Linked DNA regions of Rattus norvegicus: region 1 is linked to region 2. Evidence: chromatin contacts called from public Hi-C data. All regions are on one chromosome and are shown on one strand. The core of a region is the stretch at or near the end of the contact, and the rest is flanking DNA. Distances in the headings are between cores, read along the strand shown.

Evidence for each region. Hi-C and Micro-C count contacts between places; a contact is called where the count stands out from the background.
Region 1: a contact with region 2 is called in a Hi-C map of liver, with 3 times the contacts expected there. The contact joins two enhancer-like sites. A contact is called at or near these places in 5 of 12 Hi-C or Micro-C datasets (the A7r5 cell line, frontal cortex, liver and 2 more).

Annotation. Positions count from the first base shown.
Region 1 is chr19:41,888,203-41,891,506 of GRCr8, reverse strand. No RefSeq gene overlaps it. Among named protein-coding and RNA genes, the nearest start is that of Tbc1d9, 42 kb to the right of the region's middle. Within about 2 kb of position 1,501, at least 4 of the 93 cell types and tissues checked have an H3K27ac peak or open chromatin away from gene starts, as enhancers often do. A contact at or near this core is called in liver, where this site is marked.
Region 2 is chr19:41,774,981-41,778,252 of GRCr8, reverse strand. It overlaps Tbc1d9 (TBC1 domain family member 9), which reads left to right. Exons shown (of 21, transcript NM_001415072.1): 8 at 553-723; 9 at 1,523-1,673. Among named protein-coding and RNA genes, the nearest start is that of Ucp1, 55 kb to the right of the region's middle. Within about 2 kb of position 1,327, at least 8 of the 93 cell types and tissues checked have an H3K27ac peak or open chromatin away from gene starts, as enhancers often do. A contact at or near this core is called in liver, where this site is marked.

The DNA of each region.
Region 1 (3,304 bases), core at 252-2,751, 110 kb before region 2:
AAGACAGCTGCAGTGTAAACAAAATAGATAAATAAATCTTTAAAAGACCATAGCCTGTGTGGCTTGTAAATAAAGTTTCATTAGAACACAGTCTCATTTGTTAACTCGGGTGGGAGAGAGACACAGGACCACAGTCTATGCTTACTACCTGGCCCTTTAAAAAAAAAAAATGTGTCCACACTTAGTTTAGAATACTCCTCCTCAAATGTTTTTCAGCCAATTCATCAAAAATGGGGAAATGGTTCACTTTGTAGGAATATACAGAACTTCAGTTGCCCTATCATTTTAATGATATAAAGAGAATCAATAAACAAGACCAAGTGGATGTAGACCGAGCTGGGTGGAACAGTGTTTGCCTTATATGGGCAATCCTTGAAGTTCAGTCCTGGTAAAGTCCTGTACAGACGAGACCTGCAGGGATGCCTAAGAAAATGTTAGCATTCATAACCTTGGGATGATGAGATATTGCACTAGTCTCTGTTTTCTGCCTTTTGGCTTACGTCAGCACATACTTTCAAACTATCAAGGAGGTACCAATTTCAAAATTAAAATGTCACTGAGTTCCCCAGTCTTGGGTAGAGCGAGACGTTCCACTTCCGTAGAGTTTTCACTAAGCACTCCCGGCTGCCCACACACTTCACTCTGAGGTCTGCAAGGCTGAAGGGCACTTTCTCCCTCTCACTGACTTCTTATATAAAGATAAACGACTCCATTCTCAAAAGAAAGGGGTTTCGGTGACTGGCTGCTCTTCCAGAGAACTCAGGTTCAGTTCCCAGCACCCACAGGGTGGTTCAGAACCATTTGTAACTCCAGTTTCAAGAGAGCTAATGCCTCCTTCGGACCTCTGAGGACACTGCACGCAGATACACACTGCATATGTTCAGGTAAAACATTCATACCTATAAAACTGATAACTTAAAACAGAAAAAGGAAGAATCTTTGACAAGGTCAAGAAAAAAGCAACGTAGTCAGGCTGAAATATGATTCCCCCCTCCAGCGTGCATTGGCCACAGAGTCCTTCGCAACTCGCTGACCTTGGAACACGGCTATTCCAGGGGAAAGACCTTGAACAGAGTCCTGAGGAACCAAAGGTGTCCTGGTCCTTACTATGTACCCATCGCTGGGCTTGAAATCCTAATCCTCCTGCCTCTACTCCCCAGAATTATGGGATTACAGGTGTGGGCCTATGTCCTGAGCCAAGCTACAGTTTTAAGAGGAGAACAATCAGATCTGCTTTGATTATCCTTGTGTGTGTGTGTGTGTGTGTGTGTGTGTGTGTGTGTACATAGTTCAATGATAAAGCCTGAATTTTAAGTTTTCCACCATTCTAAACATCAAGAGCTTTAACTAAAGGATTCTGTTAAGCCAGAAGAGCATTCAGAGCAATGGGAGGAAGACAAAGTGAGAAAAAAAATTGAACCAAGAGCAGAGGTCAGCCAGGGTAGCTTCACTTCCCACAAACACTTCCTATTCTTTGCAAGGCCTGGGGAGCTTGCAGCATGGAACTTCCCTGAGTGCTTGGAGAAAGCAGTTGCTGTGTCACGGTCTCCTCATTCTCCAGAAGATAAAAGGGAGAGCTCAACTCCCTCAGACCACCAGGCGACTCAGGCTTCATTAGCGGCCTGCTCACCCTGCCCCTGCAGAGATTCATTAGGACAATGAAACCCAGACATGGTGGACAGACTACAGGAAGAACTGTGGCTCCGGAGAGAGCCGTGACTACATTATTCGTCCCCAACACACTTGGCATTTGTGAATCACTTCTCATTTCTTGGTCCCAGGAACAAATTAAACCCAATTTCCTGTCTTGGACCAGTAGCCACAATTAAGGGCCTGACGAGTTTTCTCTGCTTCATTATTTCTTCAGAATAATTGTCCAGTCTGGCGTGGTAGCATACACCTGTAATCCCTGGACTCTAGAAGCAGAAGCAGGAGGATTGCCACAAGTATCAAGTTCCAAGCCATCCAGGCCTACAAAACAGGAACTTTTTTTAAAATTTATTTTGTATTTATTTTATGTGTGTGGGTTTGCTCATCTGTATGTCTGTGCCCACATGCATGCAAAAGGGTGTTCGATCCCCTGGACCTGGAGTTAGCCACAGCCGTAAGCCGCCTGTGGGTGCTGGGAATTGAACCTGGTTCTTCTATGAGAACGATAAATGCTCTTAACTGCTGAGTCATCTCTCCAGCCCCAAGACCTCGTGTTAAAAGGCACTGCGTCCTCGCATCTACACAGACACACAAACCTTGTCTCCTGTTGCCAGCAGTTGGCTCACATAAACGTTTCCTAACCGACAACGTAGGCCCTAAATTGAAAGTCTGACGTGATGGGGCTCACTTCATTCCTCAGTCAATTCATATTAGCTGAGCAACTACTATGTGAGCCACGCCCAGCTCTAGACCAACATCTAGGGAGACAGCAGAGGCACCAACCTGTGACTCTGGTTCTTACTGTAACGTACTGTTTTCCTACGATTCTATAACATTGTCATGATTTACCCTCTGCAGAATGTCTAGTTACCCATCCCCTCTGAGTCTACTTCAATGCTGGGAGGTTTTCCCAACTCCTAGACAGGGTAACCACTTCCTTTTAAAAATATTCCTTCTATTTATATGCCAGCTGATGGTGGAATGTTCAAAGGGTGACTCAGCAATGCCAGGAAAGCCATGTTGAGCAAGCCTGAGTCCCTGAACAACTTCCTGGAGCAGAGATTCCCCTCCTGCCTTGAACTGTGACATGATAAGAAGAAATCAGTTTATCAAATGAGCCCCATAAATTTGGGCACCATTTGTTAGATCCCTTGGTTTGTACTTCCTGCTCATGAACACATCTACAATGCACCACAGGGAATGGGTTTTCAGAAAACACTGTTAGCTCCAGGAGAGCCTCTTGACTCATCATCACATCTCCAAACCTTGAAATTGGGATCATCTTGATGCAACAAGCGAACAACACCCTTGAAGGTGTAGGTGACATCTATCCCTCAGGGACAGTCTCCTTTTTCAGGGCTTCCCCTATCTCTTAGTTAGGGTTTCATTGCTGTGAAGGGACACCATGACCAAGGCAATTCTTACAGAGGACAACATTTAATTAGGGCTACCTTACAGGTTCAGGGGTTCAGTCTATTATAGTTATATCAGGAAGATGGCAGCATCCAAGCAGACATGGTACTGGGGAGCTGAGACGTCTACATCCTGATCGAAAGGCAACCAGGTAGAGACTGTCTTCTGCAGACAGGCAGGTGGAGGGTCACTTCCGCACTAGGTGGACCTTGAGCATAGGGACCTCTACAAAGACACACTT
Region 2 (3,272 bases), core at 78-2,577:
TGCTTCTGCTATGTCATGCATGGAGGCAAACCAGTGAATCGGATAATCAAACACTTTTATTGAGATAAACCAAGGGAAATGTTTTTATTAAATGTTTTAAGTTTACTGGACAATAGTACTCTGATTTCTCTGCAAATGATAGAAATCTTTGAACAGTTTTTCTTTTGTTCCTTTTCCTTTCTTCCCCTCCCCCTCCCCCTCCCTCTGTTGAACTTTTGATCCTCCTGGCTCCATCTCCTGAGTGCTGGGATTATAGTCCTAGGCCACCTCACTCCATTTTTGTGTGGCCTTGTGCATAGTAAGTAAACACTCTACCAGCCGAGCTACTCGCCAGGCCCTGGGAAGGCAGCTTGGAGCGCTGGCTTGGAGCATTGGAATGGCAGTTCGAGACTTTGCCCCAGTGTGACTTCTGAGAGGTGTTGACTTCCTGGCACTTCCTGCTTCTCCACATAGCAACGAGGAGAACACACCTAGCTGTTCGTGTTGTGCAGAACAGCAAAGTAAGTTGTGCTTCCAGGCCCATCCTCACCTTATGTGTCCCTCTCCTGACAGGTGTATTCTCGGCCCAGCAGCCTTGTTTCCTCCAGTCCCCAGAGAAGCACCAGCTCAGACGCTGATGGAGAGCGCCCCTTTAACCTTAACGGCAACAGCGTCCCCACAGCCACACAAACCCTCATGACCATGTACCGGCGGCGATCTCCTGAAGAATTCAACCCAAAATTGGTAGGGACATCTTTCTGTCCCCTGAAACGTGCTGTGTTAGAACAAAAGAAAACAAAAAGGTTTAAGATTTTAGATATTTTTGTACATGAGTGTGTGCGTGCGTGTGTATAAGCAGATCGAAGTCAGAGGGGATCACTTGGAGGTGGAGCTGCAGGCAATTTCAAGATTCCTGTCCTTTTATGCAGATCTTGGGATCTGAATTCTGATTGTCTACCCTTGAGCACTGAGCCATCTCTCCTGTCCCTGAGTAGATACTTTTATTGCAATTAAAACCACCATCAATAGAAATGGCCTTAAGTGTTTGTAGAGATACCTGTAACATTTTTTTTTCAAAAAAGAAAAGAAAAAGAAAAGGAAAACAGTTTTTGTCTAAGTGTGTCATTGGCTTGCAGAGTGACTTGTGGAAACCATAAGGGTCACAGTACCTGTGTGACTACTTTTCTTTTTCTTCGGTACTTTTTTTTTAAACTACTGTGTAAACCAAACGACAAATAAGACTGCTTTCTCAGTCCACATCTAAAACATTCACAGGGGTATACACCTAAAACCACAAGTATGATCAGCGTTCTACTGGTTAATGGTTAATCTCCCTTCAAGTAAGTAAATACTGAACAGGAGACGCTGATAGAACAGGCTATGGTTGGATAAAATTCGGAAAGACCTCTAAACATCCAGAGTTCTACACTCTCAGGAGTTCTGCTCAGAGTCAACTGTCGGTTCACCAGATCACAGTCTGATCTTTCATTATGGTCTCAGGACCTCCGGTCACCGGATGGGTCATGTTCACTATGTCTTTCAGGCCAAAGAGTTTTTGAAAGAACAAGCCTGGAAGATTCACTTTGCTGAGTATGGGCAGGGGATCTGCATGTACCGCACGGAGAAGACCCGCGAGCTGGTGCTAAAGGGCATCCCAGAGCGCATGCGCGGGGAGCTCTGGCTGCTGCTTTCAGGTAGGGAGAGCTAAGAGCAGCGTCGCGGGGATGACTGGGGCTTCCTTCCAGCCTCCATCACACTGCCAAAGTCCTTTGAGATAAGAGACCTAAGTCACCCAGTTCTGAAGTCTGTCCTTAGTAACCTTCCTTCACAGGGAGGTCTCCAAGGTCAACAGTTCCCATCCTCCAATCCAGTGGCTGCCTCTGCTTCTCCAGCGAGGCTGAGGGGGAGGAAGAATCTGAAGTAGAAGTGTGATGCTTTATGAGTAGAAGTGCTGTCTCCTCCAGGCAATGTTGACATCATTGAGAATACGTCAGTGGACCCAGTTGTTTCCTGTGGAGATGGGAATGTTCATCTCTCTGCTCACCCCAGCTAGGGGACCAGTGGCTGACTAAAGGGAGAATTCACTGAAGTCTAGTTAGCAAGCCAGTGAGCTCCATTAGGCTTCTTTTTCCAAGCATGGGGGAGAGGGAACTTACCGGAGCATGGAGCACTTCCTGGCATCTAAACCACTGAAGGACGGTCTCCCAGCGAGGAGTGACTGCTATTCTCCTATTTGCACTACTCTCTGTCCTCAGGGTTTGCTTTCCAAGACACACACACCCCCTTCCCCTCAGCCAGCACGTGCAACAGTATTCAATCCTGTATATACTATAGATTTTCCTACACACACACACACACACACACACACACACACACACACACACACACACACACTCAAATCAACAACGATAAAAATAAAGCCGTTATAACAATATGCCACAATAAAAGTTATCTAAAATGGTGAACTAATTTCTGTGGATTTTTTTGCACTCGATTTTTAAAAAGTATTTTAGTCATTTCAGAGAAGCCACTGCTATTTTTCTGCCATCTGGAAACATCTAAGCACCTCGGGATTCTTGTATGTAGCCCAACCATCAGAGTACACACACCCTTGCTATCACCAATCTTCATTTTAACCATAGACCACTGCCTCAGCTGGATGAAGACAGGAAATGTTACCAGTCTAAGCCCGTGGGAATATGTTTTTATTTGAACCCAGAGGTGGCCCCACCCAAGTACCATTATCACACCTTTTCACTTAAAAACAAATGGTACTGAAACTTAAAAATAAAGTCACTGGGCTTTACAAGGAAACCTTAATGCTTGTAGACCTTTCCAAAAGTAGACAGAAATGGTAAAATTGACTACCATGAGATACATCTTAGAAATAAGAAGATCAAATCCTAAAAACAAAAGTTAAAGATAAATGGTTTTATCTATTTTGTGTAAATTTGGTTTGTTTGATTTTTTAACCCCCCTATTTTATTGTGTAGACCAGACCCAGGAACTCTCTTGAGCTAGGCATGGGTGTAGGTATTTGTAATCCTAAAAGTAGGGAGGGAGGCTGAGGCAGGACACTGTCTACAAGTCTGAGGCCAGCCTGGGCTACCAAGTGCTTCAAAAGGTGATATTTCAGAAAACACCAAATACCGCTCTTACGAGCGTGGTGCTCTCTAAGACATCCGAGAAAACCCTTATTCTAGAGATCCCTTTCCTTCTCCTACTCTTCCATGTGTTTCATGAACTGGTCACCTTGACAACCAGATCCAAAGCGCTGACAGTACAGGAAAAGT